Linked DNA regions of Gossypium arboreum: regions 2 and 3 are each linked to region 1. A link is a contact called in public Hi-C data. All regions are on one chromosome and are shown on one strand. The core of a region is the stretch at or near the end of the contact, and the rest is flanking DNA. Distances in the headings are between cores, read along the strand shown. Region 1 holds the start of LOC108460841 (protein trichome birefringence-like). Region 2 holds the start of LOC108457615. Region 3 holds the start of LOC108460714.

Region 1 (5,071 bases), core at 762-3,261:
TATTGAAGATAAGGATATCTGCCGATTTATATTGATCTGATGATTTTCCAACAAGATCAAGCCGCAATGTCTCCTTCTTTGCTCCAGTTTTGTCTGGCATTTCCCATTCTCGGACCAAGAACGGAGATACGAAGAACTCTATAGTGAAACTAAAATCCTGTTCATCATCATCCAAGCCAACCCCAAAAAGGGAAACAAATAAGTTTCATTAAATTTCAAGTACATTACCTAATGTACCAAAGATAAGCAAATGAAAAACCTACTTTGAATATGAAAGAATACGAAGCTTCCCCTCGAAAATAATGTCTTCCATGTGCTTCATAAACATTTTCGGGGTTATTTGCAGCATTTCTCAGAATGCAAACTAGAGATTCCCACATATTCCTATTTAAAGAATCCCCGACAAAAACAAGCCTCTTACCCCTCAATAACTCCAACATGTGACCACCATTCAATCTTCAAGGGGAAAAAAAAAAGAAAGGATCAGTTTCATGTAATTAATCTTATTTTAATAATAAAAGAAAACAAAATTCAACAGTTTTTATTGCAATCTGTAAATGAAAATGCAATCAACAGTTTAGATTACTAACAGAATCAAATAAAATCCCTAGATGACTAATTCAAAGATCAAACATGACCAAATTCCATTAAAGAAAAACCAACTCAATATCAAACCGATCAAACACGCTTAAAAGTATTTCTTGGATGATAAGACACTAAAAACAACATTAAAAGAATCAAATACCTTGGTAAAGTGCAGCCTTTAGGCTTCCATTTCAGTTTCTGATAATCTCTATCAGGCCTTCCATTGGCAACGCAACTAAACTGCTCATCAATGAACGAACAGGACCCAGGTTTATAAAGTGGATATGAATCATCCTTCACCCATTTTCCATCGAATAAATCGCAGTTCATCAAAGAGTCGATTAAATTATCAATTTCCTGTTTAGCTGTCAACCCTGAATCACTTCCATTGCTTGGTTTGTTTGTTAGGGAAGCTGAGTAGTTCGACACCACACCCTTTTGCCCTACGATTTTCTCTCCCTTCCCAGAACTTAACTTGTTGGAAGATTCAGATTTAGCTGGAGAATTGGTGCTCCGGTTAGCTGCCTCCAGGATCTTCTCTGTGACCGTTGTTGTCTGATTAGATTTCAGAACTTGAGCTTTATCAGAATTCTCTTTCTTTCCAGTCTGGTTATTTGTACTTGGAGGATTTTGATTCAAGTTAGGAGGAGGAGAAACTGTGGTCTGATTTGCATGCAAAACTGAACTTTTGGTGTTGTTTAAACCACTGTAGGGAGACCTAAAAGTTGTATTTTCGGAGCTGGGGCGTTGTTTATTTATGTTGAAAGATTGGGTTTTGTTGGTTTTTTTGGCAGAAAGTAGGTCCTCACTTGGATTGTTGGCTACTTGAGTTGCAGTGTTATTAGATCTGGTGTTACTATTAGAAGAAGATGGAAATGGAGATGGAGATGGAGAAGGAGAAGTGATGTTAAGAGTTCGTGAAGAAGAGGTGTTGGGAAAGAAGTAATCGAATAGGGAAAATGATTGAGATCTGTAAGAACCAGCAGATGAAGTAGCTGGAGAGGAAGTTGATGAAAAGATGTTGGTGACCCAAGGAGAAGAAGAGTTAGAAGAAGGGCTAAAGGCTAAGAAAACAGTAAAACCGACGAAGGCAAACATGAAGAAAGCAACTGTTCTCCTTGTTTTGATGATTGAAAACAGATTCTTAAACTCTGCCGTGACTGCAGTCGTAGTTCCTCCATTGATAGGCGTGTACTTTGCTATATCCGCCATGGAAGAGACCAAACTTGATCTCTTTTGAGTTTCTATCTCGCAAAACTCAGGTATGGAAGAAAAAACAGATGAGATGGGAAAGTGGAAGAGAAAAATTAGTGTTTGGGGAGAGAGAGTGGAGAAGTGGGACGATCCTTAAATGTGAATACGATTCGACACAAACAGAAACTAAATTTTAAGTTGATTTTTCAGTTCAATAGTGACAGAAATGAAATACTAGATTAATCTAATTACAAAATTAGTGCAGGTTAGCATTAATCCATTTTTCGATTCTGAGTAAATTTTTAATTTGTCGGCCATTATTTTTGTAGAATTTTTTATTTTTAATAAATAAAAATTCCATAATCAAGTAATCATATATATATAATAAGGTATACAAGTTGATTTTGTGACAAATGACGCATTTTCCTTTTTTATACTTTTTAGATAATCTATTTAATTTTCATTATCCACTAAATTTTTTCAGAAATTATTTTATATATTTCTTCTCAATTTATCCTTCCAAAATAATTTAATATAAAATTATATTATTTTTATTTAGCTAAATCTATAAATAAAGTACTATAAATAACGTGATAAATATATAAATAAAAATTGGACAAATGAAATATATTTAATACAAAGCAAATATAATATGAAATAAAATATATTTCTAATAAATTTATTATTTTCAAATTACAATACTTAAAATAAAATTTGGATTAGTAATAAAAATTGGATGTCTAGATTAAAAGTATTTTAATTATTTATAATTATGCATTGTACGGGTATTAAATCAAACTACTAAAAATTTTAATATTAAACCTAAATTATCTAAATTTATACAAAAATTATAAAATAATTTAATATGATTGAGTTTAATTAATAATTTATTAGTATCATAAAAATATAAATTATTAATTATTACTAATATAATATTGATGTTTAATGTTTATTAATAATTTGGTTTAAACATAATATAATTAACATTTTAATATATTATTGTTTATAATATTACACGTGCATTAAATATAATATATTAATAATTTTGATGAATAATTAATAATTATTTTAATAATTTTAATTATAAACAATAATTAGATATTTTAATTATTTAAAATATACTAACATTTTAATATTTTTATTTTATTTTATTTTATTGTACAATCATAAATAATTTATTTAAAATTAACATATTTAATATATTGTCTAAAAATATATAAATAAACTATAAATGATTTAAATAATCTAAGTTATTAATATATTCTTAATAAATTTATCTAAATAATTATCTAAACAATAAATTATCTAAGTAATTTTAAACAAATTATCATAAGTAAACTATGATTTTTAAAAATTAAAAATAAATTAAATAAATTATATACAGAAATATATTAAAAAGTATCTAAATAATAAATTAAGTTAATATAGATGATAAAGAGATTTCTTTTCAAATTTTAAACCTAAAGATGGAGCAATTTTCAAATTTTAAACAGGAAGAAAGAAGAGTTATGGATGATCTAAAACTAACAAATTTCTATAAAAAGGAACGTATGAGAAAATAAAAGGATACAGATAAATTTTTAGAAGAATATCGGAACCCCAAAAGAATTTCAAACAAAATACCAATCAAATTTACACCTCAATGTGAAAACCTAAACCCTAAATCCACTAATTTTTTTTCTTGATAGTATATGGCGAAGGAGATCAGTGTCGAGTAATGGCAGAGGTTCATCTTCAAGAAGATAAAGAGGGATCAATCTAAGAGTAAGATTATCCCCGAGAGATTTTATCACGGGTGAAAGAAAATTTTAATATTGAATTTATATTTATAGAAAAAACTAATTAATAATTTAGCTATTGTCTTTTTAGTTCTTTTATTTAAACGTTTTATATAAAAATAATAAGATAGAAAATGTCATTATATTAATTCATTCAATCCTTTATTAAAAAGAAATTGAAGTGATCAACTTGGTCAAACAAATTACATATGTATAAATATAGATATCAAAATTCAAACTAATGGATCTTTTCATGCACATATATAATGTCTGGATTCTCTTATAGATTTATGGCTTAGTGCACACTTTATACCTTAAAATGTATAACTTTTCTCACTTTAGTTTTTAAAATTTTTTATTCACTTTAGTCTTGATCGTTTTAGACATTCCCGATCAATTTAGTTTTTAGATGTTAAAACTATATGCTAAGATATCTAATTAATCATATGTTATCATGTGCCATACGATGACATCATAACATTAGAAAAACTTTGAAAAATATTTAAAGTATGAAAATTTTATAAAAAATTACAAAATTATTTAAAAATAGAAAGATTATAAAATTACACTATCAATATAAAAATATAAAAACTTACAAAAAAAAACTTAAAGGTCACATTTTCTAGAGCTTGAACGAGATCATTATCTCTTGAAAGGATACCGTGATAATAATTATTTTATAATTCAATTAATCAAATTTTAAAATTAGTATATATTTTAAGTGATAAATTTGATAAGTTTTTTTTCAAATTATTTAAATAATAAAAATAATGTTATTGCAAATAAATAATAATTTAAATAATATTTTTATTTATTCCAAATATTTTTACTATCTCAAGACAAATTATTTATCTTTAGACTAATATCTTAAGAATTATTGGTGAATGTTTGACCATTCTAAAGAGCTTTGATACAAAATAAAAAGAGCATGAGCATGATAATGGATGAAGAAAGCTTAATCTCAAATCGAATCAAATAAACATGATGCGGGTAACACTAGTAAAGTATTAAAATTTATGTATTTTAAAATATTAAAATTTAATGTAAAATGTATTCTAACTTTTATAAAAATTGATTGTATTAAGATATACAATTTTCTATCAAATTTTAATATTTTAAATTGATTACCGAAGGTGTACTTAATTTTAAGATACATCAATTTTTTTAGTTTATTTTTAGTTTTTAATTATTTTTTACAATTTTTTGATAATTTTTATAATTTTTACAATATTTTACAATTTCTAGTTTTTATAATTTTTGATAGTTTTTATTATTTTTACAATTTTAAAAATTCTAACATATTTTTAAATTTTCAAACAATTATATATATTTATAATTATTTAAAAATATTGTTTAGTTTTTTTCCAAATGATAATTTTATTGTGATATTATCATATACCTCGTGGTAATTTATAATCGATTGGATATCCTAATTGTTTTTGTAACATTTAAATGATTGAATTAAAACATCTGATAGCGTTAGAGATTAAATTAGAAATGTCTAATAATATCAG
Region 2 (5,071 bases), core at 986-3,485, 960 kb after region 1:
AAAAGCAATGGATAATCCAAAACCTACATTAACTAGATTATCATTTAGCTTCAAAATACATAATCACAAACTATGCAGAGAAAATTGTATGAGATCCCTAATTTTATTGTAAAACCATGGACACTCTAGTGAAGCAACCCACAAACTTCACCTTGCCTGTGAGTGATTGATCATTCTAAGACCCAATGCCAAAAAAGTCTGTATGCTTCTAACAGAAGAAAGAGAACAATTCAATTTGAGCTTTTTTTCAGTATCATCAAGATCAATACGTTAAAGCGGCAGAAAAATAAACCAGCAACCCAAACCAAATTTCGCCCTTAAGTAACATCATAACATTAATATGTACACAAAGGATATACATCCTCAAGGAGACACTATCCGCCCCGACATACTTTAAGTTTCTGGAAGGCAACATTTTCATCATTGTCATTATTATAAGTCTAAAGGGATAGTTTGGATATTGGCAAACAAGACAACAGAGACACAGTCCAAGTTTCAACTTTAAAACCATGAACCAGCAGACCAAGATCAGACTTGCAAAGTCTTATAAATCTTTCACAAGAAAATAGTTGAAAGAATAAGTCTTCATGAAGTTCCAATAATTCAAACCCAAAGACTTCCTCGTTTCGGAATAAAATTAATCATATTCCAAAACCAAATACTGCCCGTATCTTATTGAAAATAAGGTCTCTCCAACCTCTCTCAGTGTTCTCCACCACAGTTGCATTCCCATATCTGCATCACAAATCAAAGCAAAAACAAACACAGAATCGATAACTAAATTCAGTAAGTAAGAAATTAGCCATGCTACGCAATAAAACAAACAAAAACCAACCTGTCCTCCTCGGGAACATCTGAATGCGTGAGATTGATTACAGTAACCCCAGGCTCAGGCTCATTGAAAACAAGTCTTACCTGCAACAATAACAACCACCCAGTAAAGATAAGCCATCATCCGACCACACTGCATTCCCAAAAACCTGGAGAACAGGCAAAAGCGGAATCCATTAAACTTACTGTAGAATCAATCCCGTCGGACCAACTCCCAAATCTCCATCTCTGAGCAATCAATTTCCCTTCTTCCAACTCCAAGTTAATTCCAGTAACCGATCCATCGAAAATACTAAATTGGCCACCGACTTCTTTACTTATCCTAGCATTACTCTGACTAAACCCTTTCCATCTATTCTCATCCATCAAAATCTCGTACATATCCTTAGCTCTACAATTAAATTTCTCCGACATTGTAATCGTCTTAAACCCTTTCTTCCCTTCCTTCTTCACTTCTTTTTTGGCTTCCTTCTCCACCCCAACTTTCTCCTTAGACATCGCAGCTGAGTTACTATTACTAGTAGTAGTAGTTGTATTTTTCGGAGCCGATTTCTTGGCTTCCAATTCATCTTTAACGGGACCACCTTTCGCCATAGCTTTTACAAAATCACTCACTTTCTCCAAAACCAAAGGCTTCCCATTGGCCAGCATCGCTTCCTTCAAGGCTTTACCAATGGGTCCTTCGTCTTTAGTCGTCACCTTAACTTCCGGATCCTCGCCAGCATTCTCATCCGAAATGTACGGAATCTCGAGATTACCTTCAGCTTTCAACAGCGTCTTCCCTTCCCCATCTTTGGCTTCGCCTTCCCAGGATAAACTCAAACTGATTTCATATCCGGGAATGATTTTACCCTTGCGAACATTAACATAGGCTTCGCCATCGACCTTTTCGACCTTCTTGGTCTTGATGCTGAGAATACCTTGGCAATCAAGGATGGTGAGATCGGAAAGCGATTTGGTGAAGAACGTTTTAGACCAAGGGAGGCAATCGGTTTCAGCCCAGTGCCAGTTGTGGACATTAGCACCGTCAGGTCTTTCCTCCACGATCCATCGCTTGCCGCCTTCGCCGTACTTGGCCATTGATGGAAAAATCAAGACGAGGGTGTCTTAGGGATTGAGAGAGATATGAGGATAATGGAAGAGAAAGCTTAAAAGAAGCAATTGGGTGGGAGGGGCTGCTCTGGAGGGTTCGGGCGGGAGGTGGAAGAATCCAGAAATATGGGATGGATATATAAAACTAATTATCTTTGGAAGGATCTAGAGACTTCACTACGAGGAACTTTGGGTTTTGTTGTCGATGTTGCACAGAGCTTGGTACAAACAGAAAGGCTCACTATTACTTGGAGAAAGGGAAAAAAAAAAGTCTCAGACGGACGTTTAGCAGGAACGAGGAGATGTAATTAATAATTAGTAGTTGAATTTAAATAAATCAGTTGCCCTTTACTTGTTATTAAAGTATCTAATTGATAATTTATTTAATTTAGATAGGTATCCAAATAATAATATTTGAGTTTAATACATGTAATCTGATACAAATTATAATATAATCATATTTAAAACAATCATGCAAAATTGAATTTAAATGTTACAACAATTAAATATTAGACCGGTTATCATTCTTATATTTTCTTTTGGTACATAGCAAGAAAGTAGATTAATGGCATGAGAAATTGATAATGGTTTTTTATACTGAAACTCCTCACATTTTCAATATAGTAAACAATATGGTTCCGAAGATCCGATACAGCGAAATTTTGTAGAAAACTTAAAAGTAAGTGTAATAAATGAAATGGTAAAGAAACGGTTTGACTTGTACAAAAGCTATTTTGAGAGAATGTGACAGATAGATTTTTGGTATAAAGTGGCCAACTTATAGATTCAAAAATATTGAAGTCGAATTGAAGAATTAGAAGTAGGTAATGATTGTTGGACCTGAGGATGACTTGGAATGAATATTATATAATGGAAGTCACATTAGGGAATAAAGTTTAAAATTTAAAAAGTATAAAGATTTAAAGTGTAAATTACTCAATAATTTTTGAATTGAATTGAATAAAAAATTAAGGACTTAAAGTGTAAATTACTCAATAAAATTTTTATTTTGTCAAGAATGTTCGTAAATGCAAAATTTATGTACATATTATTAATTATGGACATTTAAAAGTTTTAAGTACCTCGAATAAAATAAAAAAGTGATAAGACAAAAGATAAAAAAGGTTAAAGTAGAATTGTACCACATAAAAAACATCTTGGTCATTTTATATAATATAATTGTGAGATATTAAATCATTAGAACAATTTGGAGCCATTAAATGAAATATTACTTGAAGAATAAATGTGGGCCACACATTTTTAAAAAAGGAAGGACTTTGACATTTGACTTAGTTAATTTGGGTTGAATAAAAAAGAAGCTTACTCCCCTATTCAATTTTCTCATCTTATTCTCTTTTCATTTTTTTATATTTTCTTTAAATTCATCCAAAAATTTAATTACCCGCCTTACTTTCTTACTAAAACTAAGAAATCTTCCTTTAAGCTTAATTTGTAATATTTAATACTCAATCTAATCATTAGGTTCCACTTACAAGATGTCACATTAGTTATCGAAATAACTATAATTAAATACAATTTAATACAACATGAAACATACTAATATTTATATTACTTATTTAAAATATATTATACAATCATTTTCGGATTTTATATGAGCTTACGAAAGCTCTTTTGCTAACCAAAGGTTGAATTAGGTCTAAACTATAAATTTTTTTTTGACAAAGAATTCAAAATATGAATAATATTTCAAAACTTTCAAACATCCTAGAAAATGCTTTAATAGAATATATTTGACAAAGTTCTGAAAATAAATTTAAACTCTTGAACTTAATCAAAACCATTTCAAATTAATTGAAAAACTACTCCCTACAAGAAGTATCGATGTTTTTCAAAATGTATCGATACTTCATCTTTTTATTGATATCAAATCTACTTTCTGTTTTGAATCAAAAAAATTGAACACGAATAATAAGTATCGATACCTTGAAAATTATATCAATGCTTATTAAATTTTATCGATACAAAAAATTTACATCGATACCAATTTTGAATTCTATTTTTCATGATCTATTCAATAATGTCAAAAAGTATCGATACCCATAAAATTATATCGATACCTTTTACCAGGTATTGATAAATCATCTTTGGTATAGTTGGAAACTAATTTTAACGGTCACTAAATCAGACATTAAATGTCTCTAGTATTGATACTCGTACAAAAAGTATTGATACTTTTTGTTGCAGGTGAATTTAATGGTCCGGTATTTCCATCCCAATGACTTTATTTATTCTCCCAACAACCACAACAATTGGAAATGAATTAGAAGGTATAAATACCAACTTCTGATGGTCCTACAACTATAAGAAATATAATCAAGCCTAAAGATCAATCATTTCAACCTTAGTGTTCAATTCTTTCATACTTTTCTTGTATACACTTGTGAGCTTTTATTGTTATTCTTTAACTCAAGTGTATTCTTGTTTATTTGTGCTTTATTGACAAACATTCTGATCTTGTAAGGATTATTTCTTAGTTTTTTTTTCTTGTTTATTTGTGCTTTATTGACAAACATTCTGATCTTGTAAGGATTATTTCTTAGTTTTTTTTTTTTGTAATTCTTTGAGAGGGTTTGTCTTAAGATTTGGGTAGAAATTTTAAGAGAGATATAAGGTTAAACCTTATCCTCAAAGGTTGAATAAATTAGTGAATTTGGAAAAATCATTAGTTGTGGAAAGCTAAGGTAGTGGAGTAGGCAATTGAGGTCGAAACACTCTAAATCTTTGCGTTCATTATTTCATACTTTTTCTTTACTTCCACCAATTTTTTTAAAGGCCAATTCACGTCCTCTTGGAAATTTTGGTTTGATCGATCGAGCTAACAAATATAATTGACAATTACCACAAGTTCAACCATTTAAGTCATCTTTCACTCCTATGTTATTTTCATATAAGAACCTTAAAAAATTTATATACATGACTCAAACCATATTGCCAACTTGGACTTCAAAATTATCAAAGCACCATATGCCAAAATGAAAAAAGGACTATACAAACATTGTTAAGTTGAAGGCCATAGATTGCATGCTGAAATCACCTTTCGAAACTTCGAGATCCATCTAAACCTGCGCATGGAATAAAAAAGACGTGTAATACCCCTTGCCCGACCTGACCGCCGAGTCCAAGCTAC
Region 3 (5,071 bases), core at 1,578-4,077, 740 kb after region 1:
TTAATAAAGCTAAAAGCCTAAGCGAATGAATTGAAGTTTCTGAATGAAAGATGAACTTTAATCATGTCCAGCCTAAGAATCCTTGACATGCTACCTAAAAGACATTGGATTTGGAGCTGTTATTTACACATAAAACACATGCAATGGCACAAATATCTGCTACTAACCGTTCTATCTTTCACTAGTTACATCTTGGACGTTCTGCACTAAGAGAGTAATCAAAGTGTTTAGTTGGAGGCTTTGAGGCTCATGCGCCTTATAGAACTGTAAACACATCTTAATCCCTGTATAAAAAGCTCTCTTTTAACTCTTTTTATTATAAGACATTTCCAATGAGATGCATATCCAAAACAGAAGCTAACTATATGCCATAAATTGAGGAACAACAATTTGAATATTTCCTCTTCTAACTTCATGATCGTTTTGTTGTACCTACGCACACTCTGAATTACTTGGCCAAAGATGCTTCCTGCCCTTCACAGGGCCAACACTGTTGGCACAGAAACAAGTGCTTCATTTTGAACGATTAAACAAATTAAGTGCAATGCCACAGCCATATGTCAAGTAGCTAGATTATCATGCCCGCTCCGACTGCAGAAACAAAACCATGTCTCCACTTACATCCTCAAAGAATAACAAACTACAGAATCAGTAGCTAAGTTAACCGTGGTCCAAGCACCAGATATGATGTAAACCAATAAAAATACTTCAAAAGCAATGGGCAATCCAAAATCTACATTAACTAGATTGTTAATTTGCTTGAAAATAAATAATCACAAACTACGCAGAGAAAATTCATTGTAAATCATGGACAACATAATGAAGCATTCCACAAACTTCACATTGCCCGTGAGCGATTGATCATTCTAAGACCCAATGCAAAAAAGAAGCCTGTATGCTTCTAACAGAAGAAAGAGAACAATAAAATTTGAGCTTAGTTTTCAGTATCATCAAGATCAACACATTAAAGCAGCAGAGAATTAAACCATTCACTCTTAAGTAACATCGTAACACTAACATATACTTAAAGTATATATATATCCTCAAGGAGACACTATGCGCACTGACAGACTTATAATGAAGTTGCTGGCAAGGCAACATTTTCATCATTCTCATTAAAGGGGATAGATTAGATATCGGCAAACAAGACAACAATGACACTCAGTCCAAGTTTCAACTTTAAAACCATGAACCAGTAGACCAAGATCAGACTTGCAAAGTCTTATAAATTTTTCACAATAAACTGAAAGAAAGAAGTGTTCATAAAGTTCCAACAATTCAAAACCAAAAAAGAAAGACTATTCCTCGTTTCGGAATAAAATAAATCATATTCCAAAACCAAATACTGCTCGTATCTTATTGAAAATAAGGTCTTTCCAACCCCTCTCAGTGTTCTCCACCACAGTCGCATTCCCATATCTGCATCACAAATCAAAGCAAAAACAGAAGTAAAATCAATGACCCAATTCAGAAAGTAAGAAATTAGCCATCTTGCGCAATAAAACAAATAAAAACCAACCTGTCCTCCTCGGGAACATCTGAATGCGTGAGTTTGATTATAGTAACCCCAGGCTCAGGCTCATTGAAAACAAGTCTTACCTGCAACAACAACCCATTAAAGATAAGCCATCATTCGACCACACTGTATTCCCAAAAACCTGGAGAACAGGCAAAAGTGGAATCCATTAAACTTACAGTAGAATCAATCCCGTCGGGCCAGCTCCCAAATCTCCATCTCTGAGCAATCAACTTCCCTTCTTGCAACTCCAAGTTAATACCAGTAACCGATCCATCGAAAATACTAAATTGACCACCGACTTCTTTACTTATCCTAGCATTACTCTGAGTAAACCCTTTCCATCTATTCTCATCCATCAAAATCTCATATATATCCTTAGCTCTACAATTAAACTTCTCCGTCATTGTAATCGTCTTGAACCCTTTCTTCCCTTCCTTCTTCACTTCCTTTTTGGCTTCCTTCTCCATCCCAACTTTCTCCTTAGACACTGCAGCTGAGTTACTATTACCAGTAGTAGTATTAGTTTTGGGAGCCGATTTCTTGGCTTCCAATTCATCTTTAACGGGGCCACCTTTCGCCATAGCTTGAACAAAATCCCTCACTTTCTCCAAAACCAAAGCCTTGCCTTTGGCCAGCATCGCTTCCTTCAAGGCTTTACCAACGGGTCCTTCGTCTTTAACCGTCACCTTAACTTCCGGATCCTCTTCAGCATTTTCATCCGAAATGTACGGAATCTCGAGGTTACCTTCAGCTTTCAACATTGTCTTCCCTTCCCCATCTTTGGCTTCGCCTTCCCAGGATACACTCAAACTGATTTCATATCCGGGAATGACTTTACCCTTGCGAATATTAACATAGGCTTCGCCGTCGACCTTTTCGACCTTCTTGGTCTTGATGCGGAGATTACCTTGGCCGTCAAGGATGGTGAGATCCGAAAGCGATTTGGTGAAGAACGTTTTCGACCAGGGGAGGCAATCGGTTTCAGCCCAGTGCCAGTTGTGGACGTTAGCACCGTCGGGTCTTTCCTCCACGATCCAGCGCTTGTCTCCTTCGCCGTACTTGGCCATTGATGAAAAAATCAAGACGACGGTGTATTAGGGATTGAGAGATATGTGAGGATAATAATGGAAGGGAGAGCTTAAAAGAAGCAATTGGGTGGGAGGGGCCGCTCTGGAGGGTTCGGGGCGGGGAGGTAGAAGAATCCAGAATGTGGGATAGATATATAAAACTAATATTTTTGGAAGGATCTAGAAGACTTCACTACGAGGAGCTCGTCTGCTTTTAGGGTTTCTTTGCTGATGTTGTGCAAAGCTTATGGCATGTTTGGTACAAATATTGTAATTTTAAAACATCCCTTATAAAATAAAACATTGATTTACTTAAATATGTTTGATTATGGATTTGTTGGCTTTACCACCCAATGAAAAGTTGAAATTGTATATTATATCATCATTTTAAATAAAATTGGTTAAATTACATTAATATTATTAAATTATTAATAAATTTATATTTTGGTCATTAAACTTCAAAGAGTTTCAGAGTGATCACTAAATTATTTCAAAATTTTTATTTAAATCATTAAACAATTTAAAAGTTTTTTTAAGTCACTAGACTATTAAGTTATTAAAAAAAAAGTTTAGTTAACAAACTCTAAGCGATGTTTCAATGAACGATATGTGGATTAGTATCCATCGACAAGTATAATAACATATCTTAGATCCAAGTCGATTTAATAGTTATTGTCGAAAATCGAAAAAGAAAATTGTTTGGATTTTGGTTTGCAAGTTTGTGGCGTTCAAAGCTATTTCATAAAAAAAAAAACTTAATTGTAGAAAGGAAGGGGAAGGAAAGCTTTTGATTGGTGCATATGGGGCTAATAAAAAAGGTCATACAGTAGTGATTTTAACAACCCAATGACTTAAATGAAAACTTTCGAATAGTTCAATCACCATTCTATAGATTTTTAAAGTTGAGTAATCAAAATGTAAATGTACTAATAGTTTAGTGACGGTGAGTATAGTTTATCCAATAATTTAATTGAGAGATATAATTAAATTTGTTTTAATTGATTAAATAAATAATATTTTGGGAACATAAAACTCATATTAAGTTGGATAAATTATATAAGTTACTTTAAAGACTATATAACAAATATATAGTTGTACCTAATATAAGAAAAACCTAATAAAGCCCACTTGTATTATGGTGGGTAGCACATTGGAATATTCCTAGTGTGTGTGCCACTCACCATGTGATGTCTTAATGGGAGTCTGTATTTTCTATTAAAATTGTATTATTTTTGTCTCCTCTTATTCAAATAGAACTCTTGTGCATTTTCTTTATAAAAAGGGACTATGGGATAAGTAAACAACATAAAACTTTAAATGTAGTCACTTTGTCGAAAATTAGTGAGATCTATTTTTCCAAATAAATTCTTTTTTTTGTGAAAATTCAATTTTTTTTTCTTGTCTATAAAGAGAATTAAATTTTCATTATGTGATTTGTAACACCCCTCACCCGTATTCAATGCTGGAATAGGAGTACGGAGCATTACCAGACTTATAACATATTCAAACATACATTTCACATACAATTAATCAAATCATATATATTTTATTTACAACCAATCATTGTGTCCCTAATACGAGCCTACGAAGCCCTAAACATACATTGGGAGTGGTTCGGGACTAAACCGATAACTTTGTAAACTTTTTGAACACTTAAGAATTTTTCTCAAAAACAAGGGACACACGCTCGTGTGTCTCACACGGCCAACAGGCACGCCTGTGTCACAAGCTGTGTGGACATTCGAGTTGGGAGTACATAGCCGTGTCCCAGCCCGTGTCCGACCCCATGTAACTCTCTGACTTGGGTTACATGACCAACACATACACCAGTGTGGCTAGCCCGTATGCCCTAAAAATGGTCATTCACACCCGTGTGCTAAGCCGTGTGCTAGGCCATGTGCCAAACCTGTAGGGTATACTGACTTATGCCACATGGTCAAGTCACACGCCTGTGTGTGAGGCCGTGTGGAGCATATTGACTTGATTTTAATTTCAACATCAGGGGACACACAGCCATGTACATGATCGTGTATCACACACGGCTGAGACACGCGCTCGTGTCTCTGTCCGTGTGGACAAAAATATGCTATTTACCAAGCCATTTTGCCACCCAAACTTCTTCACACCTATATTAACCCAAATGGCACCAAAACATAACATTAAAAGGCATTTTAATCAACCAATTCAGCCATACCTCATGCACATTATTTTAATCAACCAATTCAGCCATACCTCATGCACATTCTATTATTTCATTCTCCATGCACACAAATCACAAATATATGCTATACCATTTATACCAATTCACATTTATAAATCAACTAATTATACACTTCTAAACTTGCATCATTTTGCATCAAAACCACAAGCATGTAACTACTCTAAAATCAACCACTTAACATCCTAATCTTTATAATTCCCAAGCATTATATATTCATCCATAAACTCACAACACAAAACATATATGCACATATTTATACATAAC

What was found. Hi-C and Micro-C count contacts between places; a contact is called where the count stands out from the background.
Region 2: a Hi-C map of leaf shows a contact between it and region 1, with 6 times the contacts expected there. The contact joins the promoter of LOC108457615 here to the promoter of LOC108460841 in region 1.
Region 3: a Hi-C map of leaf shows a contact between it and region 1, with 3 times the contacts expected there. The contact joins the promoter of LOC108460714 here to the promoter of LOC108460841 in region 1.

The regions. Positions count from the first base shown.
Region 1 is chr4:58,859,036-58,864,106 of ASM2569848v2, forward strand. LOC108460841 (protein trichome birefringence-like) reads right to left here and starts at 2,012. Exons shown (of 5, transcript XM_017760518.2): 1 at 746-2,012; 2 at 264-456; 3 at 1-157. The coding sequence starts at 1,797.
Region 2 is chr4:59,822,727-59,827,797 of ASM2569848v2, forward strand. LOC108457615 reads right to left here and starts at 2,236. Exons shown (of 3, transcript XM_017756655.2): 1 at 1,018-2,236; 2 at 836-915; 3 at 310-735. The coding sequence starts at 1,911. The coding sequence ends at 642.
Region 3 is chr4:59,602,105-59,607,175 of ASM2569848v2, forward strand. LOC108460714 reads right to left here and starts at 2,828. Exons shown (of 3, transcript XM_017760319.2): 1 at 1,696-2,828; 2 at 1,520-1,599; 3 at 1,073-1,419. The coding sequence starts at 2,586. The coding sequence ends at 1,326.